Regions from separate parts of the Rattus norvegicus genome. Here all the other regions are linked to region 1. The links are chromatin contacts, called in public Hi-C maps. All regions are on one chromosome and are shown on one strand. Each heading gives the region's core, a stretch centred on a gene start, on an enhancer-like site or on the middle of the called end of the contact. The rest is flanking DNA. Distances are from core to core; before and after follow the strand shown.

What was found. Hi-C and Micro-C count contacts between places; a contact is called where the count stands out from the background.
Region 2: a Hi-C map of the A7r5 cell line shows a contact between it and region 1, with 5 times the contacts expected there. The contact joins the promoter of Brip1 here to the enhancer-like site in region 1. A contact is called at or near these places in 6 of 12 Hi-C or Micro-C datasets (the A7r5 cell line, hepatocytes, kidney and 3 more) and 1 of 1 datasets of contacts at active chromatin or transcription factors (oligodendrocytes).
Region 3: a contact with region 1 is called in a Hi-C map of Schwann cells, with 8 times the contacts expected there. The contact joins two enhancer-like sites. A contact is called at or near these places in 12 of 12 Hi-C or Micro-C datasets (the A7r5 cell line, the Rat2 cell line, Schwann cells and 7 more) and 1 of 1 datasets of contacts at active chromatin or transcription factors (oligodendrocytes).
Region 4: a contact with region 1 is called in a Hi-C map of Schwann cells, with 19 times the contacts expected there. The contact joins two enhancer-like sites. A contact is called at or near these places in 9 of 12 Hi-C or Micro-C datasets (the A7r5 cell line, the Rat2 cell line, Schwann cells and 5 more) and 1 of 1 datasets of contacts at active chromatin or transcription factors (oligodendrocytes).

What each region holds. Positions count from the first base shown.
Region 1 is chr10:71,187,236-71,190,014 of GRCr8, forward strand. All of the region lies in intron 1 of LOC134480843 (large ribosomal subunit protein eL21-like), which reads right to left. Among named protein-coding and RNA genes, the nearest start is that of Tbx2, 12 kb to the left of the region's middle. Within about 2 kb of position 1,491, at least 48 of the 93 cell types and tissues checked have an H3K27ac peak or open chromatin away from gene starts, as enhancers often do. A contact at or near this core is called in the A7r5 cell line, Schwann cells, hepatocytes and 1 more, where this site is marked.
Region 2 is chr10:71,526,697-71,529,662 of GRCr8, forward strand. Brip1 (BRCA1 interacting helicase 1) reads right to left here and starts at 1,387. Exons shown (of 20, transcript XM_006247063.5): 1 at 950-1,387. It overlaps Ints2 (integrator complex subunit 2), which reads right to left. Exons shown (of 25, transcript NM_001100630.2): 25 at 2,329-2,966. The region is part of intron 1 of LOC134480843 (large ribosomal subunit protein eL21-like); the gene reads right to left.
Region 3 is chr10:71,502,935-71,505,783 of GRCr8, forward strand. The region is part of intron 6 of Brip1 (BRCA1 interacting helicase 1); the gene reads right to left. The region is part of intron 1 of LOC134480843 (large ribosomal subunit protein eL21-like); the gene reads right to left. Among named protein-coding and RNA genes, the nearest start is that of Brip1, 24 kb to the right of the region's middle. Within about 2 kb of position 1,452, at least 12 of the 93 cell types and tissues checked have an H3K27ac peak or open chromatin away from gene starts, as enhancers often do. A contact at or near this core is called in the A7r5 cell line and Schwann cells, where this site is marked.
Region 4 is chr10:70,744,393-70,747,389 of GRCr8, forward strand. The region is part of intron 6 of Bcas3 (BCAS3, microtubule associated cell migration factor); the gene reads left to right. The region is part of intron 1 of LOC134480843 (large ribosomal subunit protein eL21-like); the gene reads right to left. Among named protein-coding and RNA genes, the nearest start is that of Bcas3, 34 kb to the left of the region's middle. Within about 2 kb of position 1,524, at least 8 of the 93 cell types and tissues checked have an H3K27ac peak or open chromatin away from gene starts, as enhancers often do. A contact at or near this core is called in the A7r5 cell line and Schwann cells, where this site is marked.

The DNA.
Region 1 (2,779 bases), core at 241-2,740:
CCCCAAAATGTTGCTTGTTAGGCACTGTGTACCTCTGCGGGTGTATGGCTTCCCACTCGTGCAGGGACATCGGGGATAGTGATTTGAAGAGGAGGGTGAAGATGTAGGTAGAATTGAAAGTTTCAGGAACTCCAAATGCTCAGGTCACCTTCCTGGGCTGACACACTGCAAGCAAAACACTTTGTCCATCTTTACCTGGGAGAGGGCTGCCTCGAGTTTCCCTGGGCTGAGGAGAAGAGAGTGTGGAGTGTGTGTGCCTGTGTGTGGTGTGGTGTGGTGTGGTGCGCGTGTGTGTGCGTGTGCGTGCGTGTGTGTGCGTGCGTGCGTGCGTGCGTGTGTGTGTGTGTGTGTGTGTGTGTGTGTGTGTGTGTGTAGACGATCTCACCCTAACCCTAGATGAGCTACTCTGCTCAGCTTGGACTGACTGCGGCAATGTGGTCCATGAGCCAAGCAGGAACAAGGAAAGTCCCTCCCTACTTCGCAATCTCTCCCAATCTCTGCGTTTATTCGAAGTCGCTTTTGGTTGAAAGGGCCGGTAAAATTCACAGAGCAAGGTGTGCCCTGGCTTCTTGCGGCCTCTCCTCTCGCTTTCTACCTGGAAAGAATGCTGGCTGTTTGGCTGTGGGATCCCCCTCGGCATGCGGACACCAGGGGGCAGCACATGCGGTGGTGGGCAAAGCCGCAGCAGCTCCGGCGGGGTGCTATTGCAGATCTGCAGCGCAATTTGGAGAATCCTCCCAGCCTCTTGCTTTCGGCCTTACACACACCCCTCCCGGGGTTGCCACCCCAGTGCTCCGCTGGGCCCCAGCTGCAAGGCCAAGTGCAGATTGGGGGGAGATCCTGCGGCCGATGGGCTGGGCCTTGTCCCAGACAAAGGTCTGGCCACTCCCAGGCCCAATTAAGCCACCAGCCTTCCCAGCCTTCCAGCCTTCATTGTCTCTGGGGTCGCCAATTAGCTCAGGCGCCCGCGTACCCGCTGCTCCGGTGCCCCACGGCCTTAACCCTTCGAAGGACCTGCCACCAGGGCACCTTGGATAACAAATCCGGCAGCAGAGGGACATGTGTGAGCTATGAGTGTCGAGGGGCCGTTGAGGCATGTTAAGTGGGTGACCAAGCGTGTCGCCAAGAGTCTCTATGGGGAGTGTGGGGTCTGAGAAAATTGTGTGCGCTGGTTTAGGACTGGGTGTGATTCACCGGAGAACTCGAAGATTCAGAATTTGGGGGCACGGTGAGACCCCTAGCGACTCAACTGAATGGATCCCGAGGTGTTGGACACTGCATTTCCCAGGCGGTTAATTCGAGGCTTCCGAACCCTCAAGCCATTTCTTCCCTCCAAACTTCCCGGCTGCAGCGGAGGGCTTCTGAGCCTCGGAAGTAGGCCCTGCCTTCCCGGAGGGCGTGGAACCGGGCTCAGCCTTCCCAGTGGGCTGCGGATTCACGGGCGTGGGGAGGAGCAAGCCGCGCGGGCTTCTCCGGGACTGCGGTCTCCGACTCCGAGGCTCAGGCCCCGCCCCTCCTGGGCTCAGGCCCCGCCTCTCCAGAAGAAGGCAGCCGGGGAGGGACTGGTTTGGGAGAAATTGGAGTTGCAACTCTGAGCCCTTCTTCCCACGTTGGGAACGACTCTAAAGCCAAATTTGCTTTCTTCTTCCATCCTCCCATCCTCCCTCCGCCTCTCCGCCCTTGACCGCGAAGTTTGGAACACTGTCCCGGTAGGCTAAGTCCAGCCAAGGGTGAAGAGTCTCGGCTGTAAGCCTTAGGCGTCAGTGGCGAGAGCAACCCCGAGCATTGGAAGGGGCTGGGCGCTCCGGGTGACCTCAGAGCATTGCGCTGCGTCCTCCGGAAAGCAGGCAGGTTGCCCCACAGGGGAAGTGTTGGTGCCTGGAAACTGTTTTTCCCTCCGAGTTTCTTTTGGGCCCCCTTGGGGCGAGTGTCTGTCTATCGGGTTTGTTGGGGCCAAAGACCTCGAACTAACGCCCCTTTGCCTTGGCTGTTCCGGATCCCAGAGCCTTCCCAGGTCCCAGGCCGCAGAAACTTCCCCACATGTCCACGAGATGGCGCTCCAGGCCAGGGGCCGGTCTGCAGCCGGTCAGCACGCCCTGCCAGAGCTTGAGGTGCACTGAATCCAGGGAAATGGGCACCGGGAGGAGCCTTAGACCCATTGTAGGTCCAGGCCCAGAGACTTGAGAGGGGCTACCGACTTTGGGCACCGATTAGAGAGCTCAAAGCTTGATGCGGGGTCTTCTCGGAGCTGCCCTGCAGTGCCAGCGCCCAGAAGCAATGACCTTCTATGTGCCTGGCTGGGCTCGGATCCTTCTTGAGACAGGGAAGGTGCCTCTGTCCTTCCTGGCCTCTCTGAAACAGTCAGGGCTGGGATCTATGGGCACTGGAAAACATGCCTCTGGCCCTTTTGGTGTAAGGCTCCACTGGACCATGCAAGCTTGGGTGTAAGGGTTGGTTAAGACATTCCTCAGCTCCTACCGCCACCTCCTCAGCCTCACCCAGCTCCTCAAGGTCACACAAGAGACTGTTCCATATACACCAGGGACCGGTGTACTTGAGGACCAAGGGTATAATCTTTCAAGACCACCAAAGGTCCTGGAGGGGCTTTGGGTCTCCAGTTGTTCCCTCTAAAGGAGGTGCTGAATAAGAACGGCGTAGGGGGTGAGCAACCAGAAGTTGAGTCCGGTTTCAGCTGGATACTCCACACGGGTAAAGAGGGGAGGCCTGGTAGCTAAGAAATGGCACATTCAGGGCTGGAGAGATGGCTCAGCGGTTAAGA
Region 2 (2,966 bases), core at 137-2,636, 340 kb after region 1:
TGTCAGACAAGACCTGCACAAAATCAAGCCAACGAGATCTGTCAACATTCTATCAGGCAGTACTAATTGGACTCATTGGGTGGGAGGGGCGTATGAAGGGGTCCCGGAGCAGTGCGAAGGGTGTACTGGGGATGGGTATGGTCAAGATACATTGTATACATGCATGAAACTATCAAAGAATGAAAATAAGATATTGTTAGAAAAATCAATGATTTTATCTATCAACCTCTCAGGTTTAGAGGAATCTAACTAATATCCAATCTCTGATTTATCTGTAAACCTCTGAGGTTTAGTGAAATCTAACTAACCTCTTAATCTGAGCAAAACCTCAATATTGTTTTACTACAATTAATCTAGATGACAATCTATGCCTGGAACTGTGGCAACATTCCTCTCAAAACGTGGACGCTTCACTTGTAGAATGCATCAAAAAGAATCATACTTCCGGATGTGGAGGCGCAATTCTTCTGGCCCCCAACAATCGGGAAGCAGAAACAGGTGGATCTCTGTAAGATCGAGGGCAACCAGGTCTACACAACGAGTTCCAGGCAAGCCGGAGCTGGAGGGTGAGATTCTGTCTCTTTAAGAGAACGAGGTGCGGGGGGGGGGGGGGGGGGGGAAGAAAAGGAACAAATCTGTCGCTCGCCCAGAAGTATCGCGGGAGTCGGGGCTACCTCCAGCCTGCGTTCACAGAACGTAAGGACAGGCTACCCGTTCCTCAGTTTTCCTTCCCAAGCTCCCAGTTCTCACACATCCAAGGGTGCCACACCGCAGGGCAGGAGAGCCCAGTAGTGCGGGCCTACAGGAACCCGTCCCCTCCCCCCACCTCCTTTCCACTCGTCCGTGGCTGGCTCCGGCTCCCAGAGAAAAGGAAATGCTGACGTTTGACAGAAAGCAACGCAGAGCCGAGTTACAAGGAAAGTTGGCGCGTACGAAAGTTCTCCCTCACCGACTGTTACCGCGCTGCCAGGTGCCAAGGTACTGCCACTCCTCCCTGTCCGCGCCGGACTCTGCAGCGCCACACAGACGAATTCGCGCCTCCCGCCCCGGTTCTCAGTCAGCCAATCACACAGTCAGGCCAAAAGGTAAACAGCCAACCATCGAACGAGGCCAATACTGTACCGCCCAATGGGAGCCTGCGAAATAAAATCAACCCTAATGTACTAGACCGCACCGGAAGGCGATCACCCCCAGAGAGAAAGACTGGAACAAATTCCGCAGATTTGCTTAAAGGAAAGGAAAAAAGTCTTGTACCACTTTTGGGAACGGATGATCTAACCTAGACAGCCAGTTCCCTATGACTGGAAGACAATCTTATGACGAAAAGGAAACATTTTTCCTGTTGTCTTATCACGCAAATAAAACTTCCCATGGTTACACTAAGAGAGTGCAAACTGCACCAGAATTGTCACTACAATGCCAGAATAAGTGAGTAGGTCCCATGGCACTTCGAACATTATTCCGTGATGTTCAAGGTCTCGGATAGAATCTGAGGCGTATAATCTCTCCCGATCACATAGATCACTAGGGTTTACCTAACTTGCATACTATTTTATTCCTTGCCAAGAAGTACAATTTCCTCAATTATAGGAGGTTTAACCACGACCTTGACAAATTAATTTTTTGGTCGCTAGATTGTTTTAATAGATATTTATTATTGTTGTCGTTGTTGTTTGTAGCCTAATCTTGACTCAACTAATAGAAACCCCAAAAGGCAAAACCATGGGTAGTTTTCTTCAGTTAGTTTAGAGAGCAAGACTGGTTGTTTGCCCTGCTTTCGGTTATGCAGTTTCCTAAAATGATGGATCTATAATCATAAAAAACAAATTACCTTTGACATAGTAAGTCAAGTGTCCTTAATTTATCCTAAAAGCATTATCTAAAAGCGAATTCCTCAATTGACAAGTGTCAGTTGTCACACTGAAAAGTTATAATCTTTAGTAAAGGGGTATGGGTTCTGATTTATCAGTTCAATAGATTAGTCAATAAAACAATAAAAAAAAAAAGCTGCTTTCAAGAAAAAATATACCCTGTGAAATTGGGTCTATAAAAGCAGACTCCAGTATCTGAAGAGGGTGGTGGATCAGTGGCTAAGAACACTTGATTCTCTTGTATAGGACCCAGGTTCCATATCTAGCACCCATATGGTGGCTCAAATCATCAGTAACTACGATTCCTAGAGTTCCATAGTCTTACTGTCCTTTGGTTTATGTGACCTTACAGAAAGGGACACATTAAAGCCCAGGAACTAGAATGTCCTAGGTTCTAAATCTCTCCTGGTACCTTTACATTAACAGTTGTGAAATAAAACACAAAAACTACAGTTCATTGATAAAGAATGAATGTTTATAAATCAATATCCAAAATAGTTGCACACATCTGTTTTGACTGGAATAAAAAAAAAATCACATTGTGACAAAGTTTATAACCTTAACTTAAGATACATGAATATTAACATTTACTAATATTATTTACACATTTTATTTACATCATCAACAAATCAGATGAAAAATAGGCTATGTTATTACTTTAACACAGTAGGTTATGACTAGTCTTGGAAAATTGATCCACAAAATGTGTACTGTATTTCATTACAAAACATACTTCAAACATTTCAGAATTCCTAAAGGATTCTACTATTCACACAAAATATTCCAGAAAGGCCTCATTTAAAAACAAAACAGGAGCAGTTAAGAGACTACAAAACTGTCTCATTGAAAATATGAAATTCCTGTGGTCTATCTTTAAAGCATATTCTTACTCTTCACATCAAAATCACTTAATTGAACATTAAGCATCTAATAAAAAGTTATATATATATATGTATATATATATATACATATATATTCCACCATGCACACTATGCACTTCATGATTGGAAACAGCTATAAACGTGTCTTTAATAGAATACCTACATGAGGTAGGGTCAGGAGTGAAAAGGAAAATGAGATGTGACTATGTCCACG
Region 3 (2,849 bases), core at 202-2,701, 320 kb after region 1:
TTTTATCTGCATGTATGTATGTATGTATGTATGTATGTATGTATGCATGCATGCATGCATGCATGCCACTGAGCCTGCAGGGCACAGAGAGCATATCAGATCTCCAGGAACTGAAGTCACAGGCAGTTGCGAGCCTCCGTGAGAACTGAGAACAGAATCTGCATCTTCTGTAAGGATAACAAGCACTCTTGACTGCCGAGCCATCTCTCAAAGCCCCATTTTGGTCTTTTTCAATGAATCTTTCAATGAAGAAAGCAATACTCTGCTATCAACTCGTCTTGTACACACTGACCAAAATGCTATCAACAGAACTTACACAAAGTCATTTTGTGGGCTGAGGCAATGGCTCAGTTGATTTTCAAGCGTGAGGACCTAAATCTGACCCCTAGAGCCCATATAGTAAAGTGCACAGAAAATGCAGTTCTGGGGTGACTAAAACATGATCACTAGGATTCACTAAGCAGCCAGCCTGGTCTAACTGGAGCACTCTCCAAGACAATGAAGACACCCTGTCTCAATAATCAAGGGGGATGACGTCAGTCAAATGATACACACATGCACACACATCTGCAGGTGCACACATGCATACACACAACACACAAAATTATTTTGCTTCTACCACGGACACTGAAAATTAGTTGACATCATCTACACACAGACCTCTAACACAGAAGTTACCCCAACAGAATTTTCTCTAACGACAGATGGTCTGATATCTGGCTATTCAATGGACTTGACATTGCCCAGATAGGAACACAGAGCACTTGAAAAGTAATTAGTGTGACTAAGTGAATTTTTAATTAACCGAAGGAGCCAGTTGTTATCCTAGCCAGCTTTCCTACAGTGAGCGCGAACCACTGAAATAAATGTTCGTGAAAATAGTCAAGAAACATATCCTCGGAGAAATTCACTCCTTTAAACAGCATGGACACACGCTACTGCCTGTCACAGCGGTGAACTAGCACATTCCAGCAGTTGTCCTCGGTACTCTGGGACCCTGTAAAGGTCACATTATCAGCTAGAAACCGGCATATGTGTCATCAGCATTCACAGACTCGTTCTGGTGTCAAATCTCAATCAGCAAAAACGATGCTCAGCAGATGCATTTATCATAAAACTCTGAACTCGTAACATCTCGTTCTTCTGTAACTCAGCCTACTGAATACTGCTTCTCACAGTGTTGCAGTTTGTCAGGACACCTTCACTTCTTTCACTATGAGCACACCCCTGAGGGGTGTGTCCACACTAACAGCTTTAATACATGATCAAGATCTGCGTGCTAGCTTTACGGGGTGCTTTTCCATATTTGACAGAACGTCAACAGTTTATCTTTCTGTTCCCTCTCTTCTCAGGCAGCAGTCAAACACCACCCTCCCCCAGCCTCAGCCCTCATGCTATGAACGTAAACGCTTCCTTCTTTCCTTATCACCGTGACTCACAGGAATATTTGCAGGCCTTTCCAGACATCTCCAACAACAAATATGTATGCCGCCTAGAGAAGAAAATGGTGAGTAATGTAATAGGCTCTTGGCCCCACGTCGAATCTCAAAAGGAATCTGACGTGTGTGCCCGCCGGCCGCCTGCCGGTTTATTATGCGTTGTGGGTGTGCTTGTTTGGGGTAATGTGGGTGCACATGGAAAAGATGTATCACAGCTGGAGAGACACAGGAGGAGGTGTGCCGTGTTCCCCTCCTATGCTTTGCCCTGCAAACGCTGAATCCATCTGTGGTCCTGTTTTGTTTCCTTGTCTTTCATGGCCTTTATTAACTCATACACATTCTCTTGTCTTCTGGTTCACTGAAGCAGTAAGTCAGATAAGATTGTCCATATTTCTGTCAAAGTCACTGGCCATAAAGAAGGGCACGCTCAAACAAGGTAACTAATATTGTCATCTTCACGTACACTCTAGGATTTTAGGACAGCCGATTTAAACATCTTTGTCATAAGTTCATTGTCCTTATAAGTGGTGTATGACCATAAAGTCTCAACACAAAATGGCACAAAAAGTCTTAATGTTATAGTCAAAGTACATTTTCTCCAGCAAAGATCATCCTTTGCTGATCAAGAGAAATTCCTTCCTTATCCTGGATCTTGGCCTTTGGTCTTCCCCTAAGGTTTTGCAGAACTTTGCATCTTGAGCTAGAGAGGTGGCTCAGCCACTCACGGTGCTTCCTGCTCTTCCACAGGACACAAGTGTGATCACCAACACCCATGTTGCCTTCTTCACGACTGCCTGTAACTCCAGCTCCAGGGAGTCCGACTCCCTCTTCTGACTGTATGGGTATATGCTCACACATGGCATACATTCACACACACATACAAATGAATTAGAATAAAAGCTAGAGCTTGAGAAAGGAAATCTACCTTAACACACTTGGTAGCACACACCTTTTAACCCAGGCATTCAGAAGGCAGAGTCAGGCAGATCTCTGAAATAATTTCTGGCTTCGATATCTAAGACTGAAATAAACTGGACCAAGAGTTGGCAGTATCTTCTCTAAAGGGCAAAGAATGAAGACTTTAGGTTTTATGGGCTGTAGAGCCTGTTCAACTCCTTTTATTCGATATTGCGCTGTTTGAGACAGAGTCTTACTGTGTGCCAGGTTGACCTAGAACTCCCAAGTGCTGGTATTAAGTGTGGGACTGTTTAGTCCCCAACTCTATTGATAAAGAACAAAGTGTAACAGATAATGTCTAAATGGATGTAAACTATTCCAACACACACACATACACACACAACATACACACACGCACACACGCACACACATACACACACAACATACACACACACGCACACACACACCACACACACACAACATACACACACACCACACAACATACACACACAC
Region 4 (2,997 bases), core at 274-2,773, 440 kb before region 1:
GGGCTCTTCTTCTCAGTTGTTTCTTTGTATTATTGCCTTGAGACAGGGTCTCTTTTGAACCAGAAGCTGCTGTTTCAGCTCTACTGTCTGATCAGGGAGGTCTCAAAATCTGCCTGTTTCTGCTTGTTAATGTTAGGAGGAATGGGCATGCGGAAGTGAATACTTTGAAACAGTACAATTGAGAAGGTTGGAGTGGCTGTATGAACCAGGCATGCACATGACTACCGCTTACCAACAGTCTGTGGCAGAGAGATGCTGCAGTTGGAGTCTCTGAACCTGAGTTCACACGATATTACCACCCACTGCAAGGGTTCATTTCAGTGCTGTATGTGGGGCTTCGATAAATGTGCAGTGACATGTGTCACTGAGCATTGTTCACTCATGTCCCCACACCTTGAATAGAGGCATCATCAATCTCCTTGTTCCTTGACATTGTATTTGGCATATGTCTTTTGTCATACTTGGAGTGGCCACTTCAGATTGGTTTCTGCGAGCTTCCCTGTGTCTTCTTTCATGGATGATTATAGTTTATACATTTTGCTCTTTGGAGTATCACAGTTAATGTCGTATACCATTGTAAATGTAGTTTATAATGCCATAAGCTATGTAAATGTCACATTTGTAGCTTGACTTTTTTCTTGTGTATGTGTGATCGTGCATGTATGCACACAGACAAGTAAGTGGAGCACACTGGATGAAGTTTTAAGGATTCTTTTCTTTCTCATGTAGTTCCCTCCCCTATGGGTAAGACAGTCACTGTCCTGACCACAGATTAGCTTTGCAGTTTTAAACTTTTTTCTTTAAAGGTATTTATTTTGTGTATGTGAGTACACTGTCACTGTCTTCAGACACCAGAAGAAGGTATGGGATTCCATTACTAATGACTGTGAGCCACCATGTGGTTGCTGGGATTTGAACTCAGGACCTCTGGAAGAGCAGTCAGTGCTCTTAACCACTGAGCCATCTCTCCAGCCCAGCTTTGCAGTTTTAAAACACAATATAAATGTATGCAGCATGGGGGTTGGGGATTTAGCTCAGTGGTAGAGCGCTTAAGGCCCTGGGTTCAGTCCCCAGCTCCGAAAAAAAGAAAAAAGAGAAAAAAAAGGAAAAAAAAAGTATGCAGCATGGAATCTTCCTGTCTTGTCTTTTGTCTTCTGCTCAGTGTATATTTTAGGTTCATCTCATTCAAGCTGTAGTAAAAAGAATGAATTAGAGGCAATCAAGTTTGTGTGCCTGAGTGACTGTGATGTGTTTATGACAGCTGCTTAGACCAACACTCTGTGTAATGGTGTCACATTGACTTCTGAGCACCTTCCTGTCTGCCTCCTGGCACACATGTCAGGCTGTCTGAGTGGTTTCACATTAACATCTACCCCAAGGAAGATCTTTGACTACAGAAGTGTTAGTTGCAAATAGAAGATACCATTAGAGCAGCTTCAAAGGCCTGGTACTTAGATTGGTGTGCGCTGAAGTCATGGCTGGGGCTGTGAGGTCTGTCTGGTGCAGCCGTGCATAGCCACGGGCCACATGCTGCCCTCCTTTCATCCTCCTCTGGAAAAGCAGGCTGGAGGGAAAGGGTCAGAGCTGCCTCAGTGCTTTTTCAGTGTGTGTGAAAATTTGGAAGTATGAAAATATGAGTAACAGCTCCATTCATTATTTATGTTCTGTGGTTTTCATACTCTTCCTGAGACTCACTTCCTTTGCTTCAGTTTTGTGTTTTGTAGTTAGTGTCAAGACCAAAATACAGACTGGCCTGCTGTCTCCTTCATGTGGTCAGCAAATATCTGTTCTTTAAGTTGTAAGTTCTCACAAATACACATTTTAGGTGGTTTTTGTGGTTTGTGTTTTCTTCCTTGTTGGCACACAGAGTCTGCTGTGGAGACACTGACTCTGGCATCAGCCGAATCATTTGTGGTTGGGCAGCAAAAATAAAATAGCAAATGTATTCCCCTCTTGCCCCCAGTCCAGGCAGGCGTTTGCAGGGCTGCCCCTGACCTGCAGGGGTGCATTCCTCCACCTGGCTAAGCTGAAAACCTGGGGCAGAGCCGCAGCGTGGAGCACTGGCCACACCTGGTTACAGCAGAGCCTCCCAAATGAAAGCTGTTAGGTTGGCTTTGAGGTGGCTTCTTACTGTGATGCCAAGGCAGCACAAATTCTCCAACTGTGGTGATCCTCCTGCCGTAGCCTCCCTAGCTGGGTATTACAGTTATGTGTGAACTATAGGAGATGCTGGTGTCTTTTGAGGTTGAAAGTTTTGTGCAGTCTTTCTCCTTTTTCTTTTTAATTTTTGTAGTGAAAGCATAATCCCATGGTTCATGGAAGGATTGGTGCAGATACTGCACCCCCTTGAACACATACACAATTTGTTGATGCCTCTGTCTCCTTTTTAAATATGTGCAGTTTTTTTTGTTTTTTGTTTTTTGTTTTTTTTTTTTTTGGAGATAGAGGTTTCTCTCTGCAGCACTGGCCTTCCTGGAACTTATTGTGTAGGCCAGGCTGGCCTTGAACTCAGAAATACATCTGCATCTGCCCTCTGGTGCTGAGATTAAAAGCATGCACCACCCCTGTCTGGCAAACTGAGGTACATACATATAACCCAGCTGTGTTCTATAGGTCATTTCTGTGCTCTAAAACAGCATAGTTAATGTCAAGCCTATATTAATAGTTGTTAGGTGTAATGTTACAGTAATAACAAAGAAGGTGTTGGTGGTCAGTACAGATGTGCCCACACCTGCTTGGAGATGGTGTTGGAGTGCGGAGGATGCCGTGGGCACACTGGACCGACTGTACAGCAGCAGGGTAGCACGGGTGCTGAAGCAGAGTCTGTGAGCTGCTACTATTTGCTTTGTGATTGCTCGGGTTACTTAATGGCTAATTAAAATCTCCTCGAGTCTGTCGCACTGAATGCCTGGTCAGCCTGCCTCAGATCCCACACAGCTGGCATTATAGGTATGTGCCAGCTCATGCCTGGCCATTTTGGCCTCTTTACAGAGTTAT